Linked DNA regions of Sus scrofa: region 2 is linked to region 1. A link is a contact called in public Hi-C data. All regions are on one chromosome and are shown on one strand. Each heading gives the region's core, a stretch centred on a gene start, on an enhancer-like site or on the middle of the called end of the contact. The rest is flanking DNA. Distances are from core to core; before and after follow the strand shown. Region 1 holds the start of PEX12 (peroxisome assembly protein 12). Region 2 holds the start of NLE1 (notchless protein homolog 1).

What was found. Hi-C and Micro-C count contacts between places; a contact is called where the count stands out from the background.
Region 2: a contact with region 1 is called in a Hi-C map of liver, with 2.8 times the contacts expected there. The contact joins the promoter of NLE1 here to the promoter of PEX12 in region 1. A contact is called at or near these places in 4 of 47 Hi-C or Micro-C datasets (embryonic fibroblasts, fetal heart ventricle, liver and 1 more) and 1 of 2 datasets of contacts at active chromatin or transcription factors (skeletal muscle).

The regions. Positions count from the first base shown.
Region 1 is chr12:39,930,258-39,933,087 of Sscrofa11.1, forward strand. It overlaps PEX12 (peroxisome assembly protein 12), which reads left to right and starts at 1,423. Exons shown (of 3, transcript XM_003131719.4): 1 at 1,423-2,830. It also overlaps a transcript of AP2B1 not described here.
Region 2 is chr12:40,034,168-40,036,997 of Sscrofa11.1, forward strand. NLE1 (notchless protein homolog 1) reads left to right here and starts at 1,351. Exons shown (of 13, transcript XM_003358153.4): 1 at 1,351-1,424; 2 at 1,576-1,719. The coding sequence starts at 1,407.

The DNA.
Region 1 (2,830 bases), core at 173-2,672:
CCCAGCTGATATCATCTCTTCCATTAAATTCACACCATATTGAACCTGATGACTCTTAATAACTTTAAATGCAATCAATTTTGGGGTCTTATTTATTACATCATAAACCTAAGAGTGGGATCTATGATTAGGTGTTTATTTTTTGTTGGCTGTAGTAATTGACTTTTTTTTTTTTAACTGCCTTTCCCTTTTCTCATGTGATAATGTCAGTTTATTTTTGGAATAGTCTCAATGGGCTATTAAGTTGTCTTGCCATCTTTTGTCTAAGAGTGAAACAGGGAGTGGTGAGGAAATCCGAACCAAGGTAGGTCACAAGGAATCTGAATTGTAAGTACAGGGACAGAAAGAAATTTGTTGAACCTCATTCACGGCAACAATGATGCCTAGATGAGACTTTGCTAATTCTTGCGAGAAACATCCAGTAGGGCTGTATAATTACTGTACTTTCAGAGTTGGCTTTCCTTATTTTGTTAGCTACTCCATATTCTTCCGATAATTTTTTTAGTTTAAATTAGCTGTTTTCTGTTGCTTGTAGCCAAAAACCATAACTGATACAAGTTTAACTAACTTCCCATTCATCTTAGTTGATGCTATTTCTCAGCTTTGTCTTTTTGCTGTTACTTAAGAAAAGCCCATTTGTAACAGCTACCTTTGATCACATATCTAATGCCAAGTGCTTTATACATTACTCCAGTCCTTAAAACTCTGTAAGGTGTTCCCCTTGTGTCACAGCAGAAATGAATCCAACTAGTATCCATGAGGATGTGGGTTCCATCCCTGGCCTTGCTCAGAGGGTCGGGGATCTGGCATTGCCATGACCTGTGGTGTAGGTCACAGACATGGCTGGGATTCCACGTTGCTGTGGCTGTGGTGTAGGCTGGCAGCTGTAGTTCTGATTTGACCCCTAGCCTGGGAATTTCTATATGCCACTGGTATAGCCCTAAAAAGAAAAAACAAAAAACAAAAAAAACCTCTATAAGGTAAAACTCTTACATTAACGTGACTTTCTCCTGCAGGCGTTTTAGCAGAATATAAAACACTTTGTAGAACTAAAATCAAGGTTAACTTGCAAGATTTTATTTCTCCTCTTTGGATAATAAACTTTGTTTTCCACCATTCTCATTCTGTGAAACAATTAACTACCTTTATAAGGTCCTCTAAGGCAGTAACTAATAACCTCCTATGGAGTTCCCATTGTGGCTCCGCGGAAACAAATCTGACCAGTAACCATGAGGACACATATTTGATGCCTAGCCTTCCTCAGTGGGTTAAGGATCCGGTGTTGCCCTGAGCTGCGGTGTAGGTCCAAAATGCAGCTCAGATCTGGTGTTGCGTGGCTGCCACGTAGGCCAGTGGCGACGGCTCCAATTCAACAACTAGCCTGGGAATCTCTATGTGCCCTGGGTGCCACCCTGAAACAAAACAAAACAAAACAAATCACCTTCTATTTCTGGTTATTTGGGGGGGGGGAGGGGGCGTTGGAGAGAGAAGGAGATGAACTCTAACTTCATATAAATTAAACCTGCAGCAGCAACTCAACCAAGGCAATTGCATACGATGTAAAAGTACGTTGCAAATCCTAAGGTTAATTACATTCCTTCTGGTATACAAACAACGAAAACTATCTTCTCTGTCAAGCCTCCCCAGTTCACGCTAGTTAGAATTCATCTGATTCGTACCCAATATTCATATCGCTAAGGTAACACAGTCGACTGTGTACGAGCGTAGGAACCAGTTTGAACTAGCGTACCAAGTGCTTACAGTTATGCTTGAAAGAACCTAATCTAGAAGACTCGTCCCAACTTGTGAGTAACAAAAGATCTCTTCTCATCCTAATCATTTTTTTTTCTTTAAATAGCAATTGGCGACCATAAAGCTAAGGCTTCTATCTCCAATTATGTCGCTTCAAATCCTCCCCTAAGGCAGCAGAAAACGGTGAACCACCACCCTCGCCACGAGTACAGCGAGAGCCTTCCATCTTCACATTCCCTTGCGTCCCTCGACTCCTAAACTCGATCGCCCCAGGTAACAAACGCCTCTGTGGGCTGAGTTCTGGCTCCAGCCGCCAAACGTTGGTGCGGCGCCCTCAACACCCTGCTAAAAAGACTCTGCAGAGAGAGATCGGAACCGTAACTTTCCCATGAGGCGGCAAAACAAAAACAACTAGGAAAAGTAAAACCAACCAGCGGAGAACGGCTCTGCAAGCAAAACCCCTAGCGCCTTCTTTACTTTCAGCAGGAGGCGGAAGCGGAAGTCCCAGTGAGGCCATAGAGATCTCTAGTTCCGGTCTCGCGGTCGCATTCCGGGCTAGAGCGCCTCGCCTCGCCTCCGCCAGCCTTCTCCAAGCCCCGTGGTCTATTTCCGGTTGCGGCTTCTGTCATAAAGCGGAGACCTGCTTTCAAACGCTGTGTCGCGGGTCTCTGGCGCTTCGCAGGAGTCAGCGCGCTAGGACGGGAACAGGCGGGGGGGCTGCACTGCTCACAACTGAGCCTGACCGAGCGGACCCTCAGAGCCGCCTGGCTTTTGGAGCCTTTAAGATTGAAGTCTATGATTGACAGCTTCCAGGACTGCGGCTCGAGAGTTCAGCGCTCCTTCGCCCGTACCTGTCCCCCTCTGTCACACGCTCTACCCTGTGAGGTGCAGCATTAATCAAGTCACCCCCTCCCACTCGCCACTGCCACCCGCGTCTGCGTCAACTTGGTTCTTAACCTCCTTCACCCAAGAACCCCTCCCCTCTGCCTCCGGAAAAGGTCTTTTTTTGCCTAGTTCTTGTAAAATTAAGGGGGTATCCTGCAGAAAGTTATCTTCAAAACTGACACCATCTGATACT
Region 2 (2,830 bases), core at 101-2,600, 100 kb after region 1:
CAGACATGGCTCAGATCTGGCGTTGCTGTGGCTGTAGCATAGGCCGGCAGCTGTTGTTCCAATTCAGCCCCTAGCCTGGGAACCTCCATATGCCACTGAGTGCGGCAATAAAAAAAAAAAAAAAAAAAGAAAGAAAGAAAGTAGCAGACCAGATTTTCGGTCTGAAACATCACCCTGGTTGTAGTGTGGAGAATATACAGGAGAGGCAAAGTGGAGACCGGGAGGCAAGTGAAGAGACTATCGTAGGAACCTGGTGCCTGGGACCAGAGGGTGGCCGTGGAGGTGAAGAGATCAGATAGGTTAATGAGGCAGAACTGGCAGAGCTTGCGACGGCCTGGATGCAGGGATGAGAAAGAAGGGAGAATTGACAGGCAATTCCCGAGTTTCCGGTCCGAGTGCTCATGGTCTCTGCTTTTGTTCCTCATCTCTAACACTGGGAGGAAAGCGTTGTTATGAGGATTAAGGGTGTTATATGTGTGAAGGACTTAGAACAAAGCCTGGCCCGTTGCTATCATTATTATTATTGTTATTGCTGTACACTGTTGAAAATTGTAAGAATTTTTTGTTTCTGTACTCATCAAATATTACTGATCTATTTCATCTGTTTAAAAAAGAATAATAGGAGTTCCCGTGGTGGCGCAGTGGTTAACAAATCCGACTAGGAACCGTGAGGTTGCGGGTTCGGTCCCTGCCCTTGCTCAGTGGGTTAACGATCCGGCATTGCCGTGAGCTGTGGTGTAGGTCGCAGACGCGGCTCGGATCCCGCGTTGCTGTGGCTCTGGCGTAGGCCGGTGGCTACAGCTCCGATTCAACCCCTAGCCTGGGAACCTCCATATGCCGCGGGAGCGGCCCAAGAAAAAGCAAAAAGACAAAAAAAAAAAAAAAAAAAAAAGAAGAAGAATTTTTGCCCTCAACCCAACGGGCTCTGGGGTTTTGTTTGTTTATTTGTTTGTTTGTTTTGGCCGAGCCCACGGCAGGTGGAATTTCCCAGGCCAGGGATCCAACCAGCGCCACAGCAGTGACCACATAGGATCCTTGAACTGCTAGGCCACCGGGGAACTGCTTAGGGTCCAGTTTTGTAAGATACCATTTCCGAACTTGGTGATTTGGGGGAAAGTCAACCACTCTGAGCCTTGATGTCCTCATCGATAAACTGGGGCAAAAATCCCTATTCTGAAAAGACGAAAGGTTGTGTCCTGCAAGGCACTGGGAGGGACTGAATGTGTAGGCCCATCCACGGGGAGGATGTGGAGGCGGGTACCAGGGGAGCCCATGCCCATCCCCTGAGGCAGGCGACACTTCCCCTCCGCAACAGCAGAGGGCGATGTCGCAGACTGCGGCGCCGCAGGACCACGGGGGCGGCGCTCTGTCCGACCGGCGTTTTCCCCTCCACGTGGGGACGCGGGATGGCGGCGGCCGTGGCGGTGGGTGTGCGTGAGTGGGGGCGGGGGCACCGCGGCTGGACGCTCGGGCCGGGGTCCCAGAGACTAGAGTCCCAGAGGCGGGAGGGAGGCGGAAGTGGGGACCCTACGGTCTGAGCCGTGGGAATGACGCCTCCGGCGCTGGTTCCCACAGGATGAGGCGGCGCCGCGCGACGTGCAGCGGCTGCTCGTGCAGTTCCAGGATGAAGGCGGGCAGTTACTGGGCTCCCCGTTCGACGTGCCGGTGGACATCACCCCGGACAAGCTGCAGCTCGTGTGCAACGCGTTGCTGGCCCAGGTGAGCGGCGGGCCCGGGGCCCCGCGTCTCCTCCGGGCGGGCGGCGCTGCCCTGTTCGGGAACGCAGGGTATCAGGAAACCTAAGGTCTTGAGTTGGGCTTCCATCCCTCACCCACAAGGATGATAACCTGCCAGTGCTGTCTACCTGGGGGAGGGTCGAAAGATGGGATCAGTGTGAGATCGCTTCACACGCCCACCGTCGGGGTACACCTGCGGAGAGAGACCAGGTTTTGAACGCATTGGCTGCACTGTCATAGTGATCCCTGGTCACAGCCCCTAATCATATCCCCGTTCTCATTAAAATCCCCATTTTACAGTCTTGCCTGAGGCCATTAAGTTATTTGTACGATACTGCGCAGTAGGTGGTAGATTTGGAACCCAAATAAATGTCAGACTGAAAATTTTTCCTCACTTAAGCCAGCGTTTATCAAAATGTTGCTCTCTATTGGGAGGTGAGAGGGCTGCTTAAAAATACAGTACCCGGCCCTCACCCCACGCAGACCCTGGAGTGAAGCAGAAAGGATGCTTTTTGGATGCTTCTTACACATTGGTGGTTTAGAAAACGCTAAATAATACTATATACTAATCCTTGGCAGTTCCCTTCATGGGTCAGTGGTAACGAACCCAACTAGTATCCAAGAGGACCCAGGTTCGATCCCTGGCCTCACTTGGTGGGTTAAGGATCTGGCATTGCCCTGAGCTGTGGGTGTAGGTCGCAGGCGTGGTTCGGATCTGGTGTTGCTGTGGCTGTGGTATAGGCTGGCATCTGCAGCTCCGATTCCACTCCTAGCCTGGGAACTTCCATATGCTGAGGGTATGCCCTAAAAAGACAAAAAAAAAAAAGCACTGTATCCTAACCCTAATCCTGGACTTTAGGGGGTTTTTTTTGTTTGTTTTTTGTGGCATATGGAAGTACCCAGGCTAGGGCTCGAATCAGAGCTACAGCTGCCAGTCTTTGCCACAGCAATGCCAGATCCAAGCCGTGCCTGTGACCCACGGCAACGCCAGATCTTTTAACCCTGTGACGAGGCCAGGGATGGAACCCCCTCCTCGTGGATACTAGTCGGGTTCTTAACCCACTGAGCCATGATGGGAACTCCTGGACTTTAGT